2 separate regions of the Macaca mulatta genome follow, and region 2 is linked to region 1. Evidence: chromatin contacts called from public Hi-C data. All regions are on one chromosome and are shown on one strand. Each heading gives the region's core, a stretch centred on a gene start, on an enhancer-like site or on the middle of the called end of the contact. The rest is flanking DNA. Distances are from core to core; before and after follow the strand shown.

What was found. A called contact is a pair of places that touch in the nucleus more often than the background predicts.
Region 2: a contact with region 1 is called in a Hi-C map of fetal cortex germinal zone, with 1.6 times the contacts expected there. The contact joins the promoter of ARF4 here to the promoter of DNAH12 in region 1. A contact is called at or near these places in 3 of 14 Hi-C or Micro-C datasets (CD4 T cells, fetal cortex germinal zone and fetal cortical plate).

The regions. Positions count from the first base shown.
Region 1 is chr2:121,101,460-121,104,960 of T2T-MMU8v2.0, forward strand. It overlaps DNAH12 (dynein axonemal heavy chain 12), which reads right to left and starts at 1,979. Exons shown (of 76, transcript XM_015130629.3): 1 at 1,856-1,979. It overlaps PDE12 (phosphodiesterase 12), which reads left to right and starts at 2,242. Exons shown (of 3, transcript NM_001258194.1): 1 at 2,242-3,501. The coding sequence starts at 2,348.
Region 2 is chr2:121,140,352-121,143,852 of T2T-MMU8v2.0, forward strand. It overlaps ARF4 (ARF GTPase 4), which reads right to left and starts at 1,957. Exons shown (of 6, transcript NM_001195582.1): 1 at 1,686-1,957. The coding sequence starts at 1,752.

The sequences.
Region 1 (3,501 bases), core at 729-3,228:
TTTAGTAGAGATGGTGAAACCCCATCTAACTTTTGCATTTTTAGTAGAGACGGCATATCACCATATTTAGTAGAGATAGTGAAACTCCATCTCTACTAAAAATACAAAACTTAGCCAGGCATGGCAGTGCACACCTGTAATCTCAACTACTTGGGAGGCTGAGGCATGAGAATCACTTGAACCCAGGAGGTGGAGGCTGCAGTGAGCCAAGATCACACCACTGCACTCCAGCCTGGGTGGCAGAGTGAGGCTCCATCTCAAAAATAAAGAAAAATTTAAAAAATTTATATGGCGGCCAATGACAATTACAGTATCAAACACCTTTTTTTCCTGCAATTAAAACCAAATGTTTTTAGCTTTTCCCCTTTCAAGAAAATGAAAATTAAAGCTTTTGTATAATTGCAAGCAAAACAACTCTAATGGCCCTCTTAGAAGAAATCCAGAACTTCATACTATGGCTTAGAATGCACTACACAATCTGGTGGATGCATATCTTTCTTATCTGCTACTCTCCCCTGGTCTCACCGTACTCATCACACTGGACCTTTCTGGTCTACAGGTAAAGCAATTCATTTGTTCTTCAAGGCCTTTTTCCTTTTTTTCTTTTTTTTTTTCTTGTTGCCCAGGCTGGAGTGCAATGGCGCGATCTCAACTCACTACAACCTCCGCCTCCCAGGTTCAAGCGATTCTCCTGCCTCAGCCTCCCTAGTAGCTGGGATTACAGGCGTGTGCCACTACGGCCAGCTAATTTTTTGTACTTTTAGTAGAGACGGGGGGGTTCACTATGTTGGCCAGGCTGGTCTCGAACTCCTGACCTTAGGCAACCCACCCGCCTCAGCCTCCCAAAGTGCTAGGATTACAGACATGAGCCACTGCGCCCGGCTTCTTCAAGACCTTTGAAAGAAATAGCAATGAAGTGCACGATTCCTTAGGCCAGGGGAGGCGGTTTTCACTTGTTATCCCAGAGTTTTGGGAGGGTAAGGCGGGGGGCTTGCTTGAGGCCAGGAGTTCGAGACCAGCCCAGGCAACATGGTGAAGCTCTTCTCTACTAAAATACAAAAATTAGCTGGGCATGGTGGTGTGTGCCTTGGGAGGCCCAGTTACTTGGGAGGCTGAGGCACAAGAATCGCTTGAACTCTGGAAGCCGAAGTTGCAGTGAGCCAAGATTGCACAGCTGCACTCCAGCTTGGGCGAAAAAGCAAGACCCTACCTAAAAAATAAAAAAATAAACAGATAAACAACTATTTCTTAATATAAGTATGCCCCATTATTATTCCTTATCTGAAATTCGAATTTAACTGAGATTCTGTAATTTTATTTGTTAAATGTAGTCACTCTAAATAGAGTTTTCCCATCTCTTTACTAACTAAAAATAAACACTGGGTGGCTCTTGCCTATTTGTACTTGGGAGGGTGAGGAGGGAGGATCACAGGAGCCCTAGAGTTCGAGGGGGCAGTGAGCTACAAGGCCACTGCATTCCAGCTTGGGCGTCAAAGTGACAACCCGTCTCTAATAAAAAATAACAAACAGGCTTCCGCAGTTTGTCAGTACTATTTGTTTCTGCCAATTAATAGTTGGGTGACCCTGAACAGGTAATATCTCGGGACTCCGCATTTGTAAAGCGATGGATACAGACCCACCTCATAAGAACTATGAGGCTTAAATAAGATAGTGTGTGTAGCGTTTCTCTTATAGCCTGCGCTCACTAAATGGAGTTATTGTATATCGTTCGTTATTAACTACCACAAAGGCTCTGCTCAGTGCGTAGGCGCTGGCTCAGCCTGGGGTGAACCCACCACGCCACCGAAACGAGCGATCAGGGTCGGCAAAGCTGTGGAGATGAAATAGGCAACACCTTCCACACTGCGAGTAAAGCTCGCAATCCAGGTGGAGGCTTCCACGTCCTAGCGCAGTCCAGCCTGGTGCGCAGGAAGGAGAGTTCGCCAGCCAAGATTCCAACACTGACGCCCACCTCATCTAGCAAAGCGGAACACGTGACACCGCCCCATCCACTTCCGGCTTGGAGGGCATGCCCTACCGTCACTAGCATGCACTTTCGACAAAACCGTGGAATCTAGTATTTTCCTCTGATACCTTTATATTTTCTTCACTTCCCTATAATTCTGACCTATCTTGTAGATAAAAATTAATCTTCAGACAATTAGAAACATGAGTGCCCACGCGCCTGGCGAAAGTGCGAGGCGGAAGCACTTCATTCTCTCTGTTCGCTAGCCGGAAGTCGCGAGGTCTGAATGAGTCAAAGCCGGCGGCCTCTGCTCCTCAGCTCCACCTGACAGTAGGCCGCTGATCGGCCGCGGGTCTCGTCGACCGCTAGGCCACCAGGTTCATGTGGAGGCTCCCAGGCGCCCGCGCCGCGCTTCGGGTGATCCGGACGGCGCTGGAGAAGCTGAGCCCGGCTGAAGCGCAGAGCCAGACAGCGGCGGGAGCGATGGAGCGCGCTGTAGTGCGCTGTGTACCCTCGGAACCCAAACTGAGCCTGTCATTCGCTTTGGCTGATGGCAGCCACAAGAACATGCAGCGCGACCAGAGCGAGCCGCTGGGTCGAGTCCTCAGCCGCATCGCTACCAATGCCCTAAAGGGTCACGCTAAGGCGGCCGCCGCCAAGAAGAGCAGGAAGAGCCGGCCAAATGCGAGCGGCGGTGCGGCCTGTTCAGGGCCGGGGCCTGAGCCGGCTGTGGCCTGCGAGCCCGTGGTAAAGCTGTACTACCGGGAAGAGGCAGTGGCTGAGGACGTGCTCAACGTGGATGCCTGGCAAGACGGTGCGGTGCTGCAGATCGGCGATGTTAAGTACAAGGTGGAGCGCAACCCGCCCGCCTTCACGGAACTGCAGTTGCCGCGCTACATCATGGCCGGGTTCCCTGTGTGCCCCAAACTCAGCCTTGAATTTGGGGATCCCGCCAGCTCCCTTTTCCGCTGGTATAAGGAAGCCAAGCCCGGAGCGGCGGAGCCCGAGGTCGGTGTCCCGTCGTCATTGTCTTCCTCCTCACCTTCTTCTTCTTGGACTGAGACTGAGGTGGAGGAGCGTGTCTACACCCCGTCCAATGCCGACATCGGGCTAAGGCTCAAGCTTCATTGCACCCCAGGCGATGGGCAGCGCTTTGGGCCCAGCCGGGAGTTGGAAAGTGTGTGTGTGGTAGAGGCTGGTCCTGGCACCTGCACTTTTGACCACCGGCATCTCTACACGAAGAAGGTGACGGAGGACGCTCTCATCCGCACTGTCTCTTACAACATCCTGGCAGACACGTACGCGCAGACTGAGTTCTCGCGAACGGTCCTGTACCCATACTGTGCCCCCTACGCCCTGGAGCTCGACTACCGCCAGAACCTTATCCAGAAGGAACTTACCGGCTACAACGCCGATGTCATCTGTTTGCAGGAGGTTGACCGCGCAGTGTTTTCTGACAGCTTGGTACCCGCCCTAGAGGCCTTTGGGCTCGAGGGGGTGTTTCGAATCAAGCAGCACGAAGGCCTGGCCACTTT
Region 2 (3,501 bases), core at 707-3,206, 39 kb after region 1:
TCAGACTGCCAACTTTCAGTCTTAACTTAAATATGCTTGCCCTCCTAAAATAATTCTGTTCTCTTGACAAAGGAAATCTAAGAAACTTTGAAAAAGAAAACACTTTATGAATCATAAACAATTGTTTCACAAAATGTAAATACGATGAGTTGAGGAAAATTAAACGAGCCAATGTATATACTGTTACTCTTTATATACCTTGAAATATTACAGAAGCTTGTGTTTGAAAGCTTTCGATGGTAGTACAGTTCCAAAATAAAACCTCCGGCCCGGCATGGTGGTTCACGCCTGTAATCCCAGTACCCTGGGAGGCCCGGGTGGGTGGATCACCTGAGGTCAGGAGTTCGAGACCAGACTGGCCAACATGGTGAAACCCCCGTCTCTACTAATAATACAAAAAATTAGCCGGGCGTGGTGTTGCATGCCTGTAATCCCAGCTATTTGGGAGGCTGAGGCAGGAGAATCTCTTGAACCCGGGAGGTGGAGGTTGCAGTGAGCGGAGATTGCGCCACTGCACTCCAGCCTGGGTGACAAAAGCAAAACTCCGTCGAAACAAAGAAAAGGAAAGAAAGGAAGAAAGAAAATAAAACCTCCTCTGGTAGAACACAAGCTAATGAACCAACAGGTTTCAACGTTCAAAGTTAGAGGGGCTTCTTTCAGCGTTATTCTAGTCCATGGAGCTCAGCTGTGATGTAGGCTGGTCACAGTAACCGGGAGCGGTTGCTTACATCAGCCAACTGACAGCCCTTCTCCCTTAGCTGAGCAAAAACACGCCCCCTAAAAAGCAGTTTTTTAAAAGTCAATTTTCTAAAAAGAAATTTTAAAAAATTGTAGTTACTATTAACAAGGCTACCTTAAAATTCAGCGTCATGATGTTCTGTTCAGTTCAGTTACTGAAAATTTATCAGGTATTTTTTAAAAATTCGTTTCTAATTTTTTTTTTGCATTAGACTTTAAGCCGGCTAAATAAGTTTGAAAACCTAGGAGAACAAACCAAATACATTTAAAGTTTTTGAAAATAGCCAAAGAAATAGAAGATAAGCTTGGTTTTCGGAGAATGAGATTAACAAGGAGGGAAAAACTTGAAAGGGAATCCAGCGCAGGCCAAGTTTAGCAAAGTGGGCGCTGAAGGACTCCAGACTCTTAGGAAACCTTGGGTGCTCCCTGGCCACCGCAACTTCCTGCCCCGGGCGACTCCAGGCTCCGGGTGGCCGCTGGCTCACATACCAACGGACTGTGCAGGGACTGTACACGAAGCGCAGAGTGGGAAGGAAAAGGCTAGAGTGGCTCTGCCTTCCCCCTGACGGCTGTCCACACCCGGGCAAGAAGGTATGCAGATCGCACCCCCAGAAAGGGCCTCGCCAAGTGTTTGCTTCCCAGAGTTGGCTTTCCCCACATCTCTGCCTAATGTTGTCCAGCTTTCAATAAGATCAAGGGGAAAAAGTCAAGTCCAGAAAGAAGAAACCTTGCCCAAAACCCTGTCGCTGCCTCGTCTGGCAACAGATCTGGGGAGGGATCGCTCACCCTCCGCTCCATTGTTCCCCCTTAAGAATTCCTCCCGACCCCCGACCCGGCGCCCCTCCCCCACCACGGCGGGCGGAGAGAAAAACAGGCCCAGAGGCCACCTGAATTGTAGAGATCCTGCCTTTCCCAGGTCCCGCCTCGACTCGCAGCCCTTCACTCACCCATCAAAATGCGCATCTGCTTCTTGCCAAATAGTCGGGAGAAGAGGGAGGAGATAGTGAGGCCCATGGCGGTAGTGGCACTTGTGATGGGCAGAAGCAGAAGGGGTTTGGGGCGACCCCGTGCTTTCTCCTTTCAAGCTCCCAGGCAAACTAAAAGAGAGGGAAGAGAAAGAGCGGAGGAAGAAAGGGGGAGGCAGGCCCGTCTCGCTGGCCGCTGTGCTGATGAAGCTCCGGCACAGGAATAAGCCGGTAGAGGACCTGCTAGGCGACTGGCGCGGCAGCTCCGGCTCTAGCCTTTAGGATCTGGCTGTGCCACGTCACGCGGCGGCCGCGGCGACTCCAGCAGCGGCCCGGCCCCTCCAACGCGGACAGAATCGCGTCACCGCCTCCCCATCCCCCTGCGCTTCCGGTGCGCCCAAGCCACTGCGCTTGCGCGCTCAGGGGATTGGCCAGTTTCGCTGACGTGCATCTCTCGACGACGCCACCGTCTGGACGTGGCTCCAAGAGTCGGGAGACGCCGGCTGGGGCACATGCGTACTGGGCGACGGACAAAGTCCCACAATACCTCGCTTCGTCACTTCCAATCAGACTCAGGACGAGACGCTTCCGCTCGGATAAAGGCATTGTCGGGGTGATAGTACTTGCTTCCGGAAAGGCGAGCTGAGCATTATGGGTTAGGTGAGGAACCTCGCCGTCTTCTATTACGGTACGCGCGATGGGAATTCCCTGATGCCATGAACTTAGACGTCTCTCACACGGGGCCAGACGCTTGCCTTAGTTAACGCGTGAAGACCGGCCTGGCCTTTTGCGGAGAAAAGTGGTTAAAAGCCGACTTGTGGGCCGAGAAACTGTGGCATCCTAATGAGCTAAGGCGAGACGCTTCGACCACCACGCTAGGTTATTCTGAAGATCTTTAATTCTATCAAGGCGAGAGCGCTCCAAGACATGTTCATCGGCTATTGCTTTTTAAAGAGAAGGCAACGAGGAAGTCTTGCTTTTCTTGTACTTTTTCTCCTAGAAGCAGCATGAAAGACTTACTCCTTAGGTTGAGGAAGTGGAAAGCCTCTTGATCAGGCCTGGCGCGGTGGCTCACCGTGCCCGGCCTGCTACACCTTCTTAAATTCACAACAATGATTAATTTATTAGACTCATTGCCAGGATAAAGATTTAATCTGTTTTTCTAATAGTGCCGTCCTTTGTGGTTCTGTAGTTGCTTATTCCAACTGGCATATTTCCATAGGATGGGGTTGAATAAGAAAAACTTGCAAACTTTCAAAAACAGTAAGCTATTTTTGTATTTTTGAAGGCTTGCTGAGTAACGCTTCTCTTGGTACCACTACCTTATCTACCCTTCAGAGACTGTTGTTTCTTAGGAGTGGCCCTGGGCAATTAAAAGCAAAAACTTCTGGCCAGGCACAGAGGCTCAGGCTTGTAATCCCAGCACTTTGGGAGGCCGAGGTGGGCGGATCACGAGGTCAGGAGATCCAGACCATCCTGGCTAACACGATGAAACCCCGTCTCTACTAAAAACGGAATACATTAGCCGGGCGTGGTGGCGGGCGCCTGTGGTCCCAGCTCTTCGGGAGGCTGAGGCAGGAGAACGGCGTGAACCTGGGAGGCGGAGGTTGCAGTGAGCCGAGATCGCGCCACTGCACTCCAGCCTGGGCGACAGAGCAAGGCTCCGTCTCAAAAAAAAAACAAAAACAAAAAAAGAAAAAAAAAAAAAACGAAAACTTCTTTACTCAGAAGTACCCTCCTTTGCACTGGAGATACATGTAAAGAGTTGCTTAGCAGTTGAATAACCTAAAATTGCATT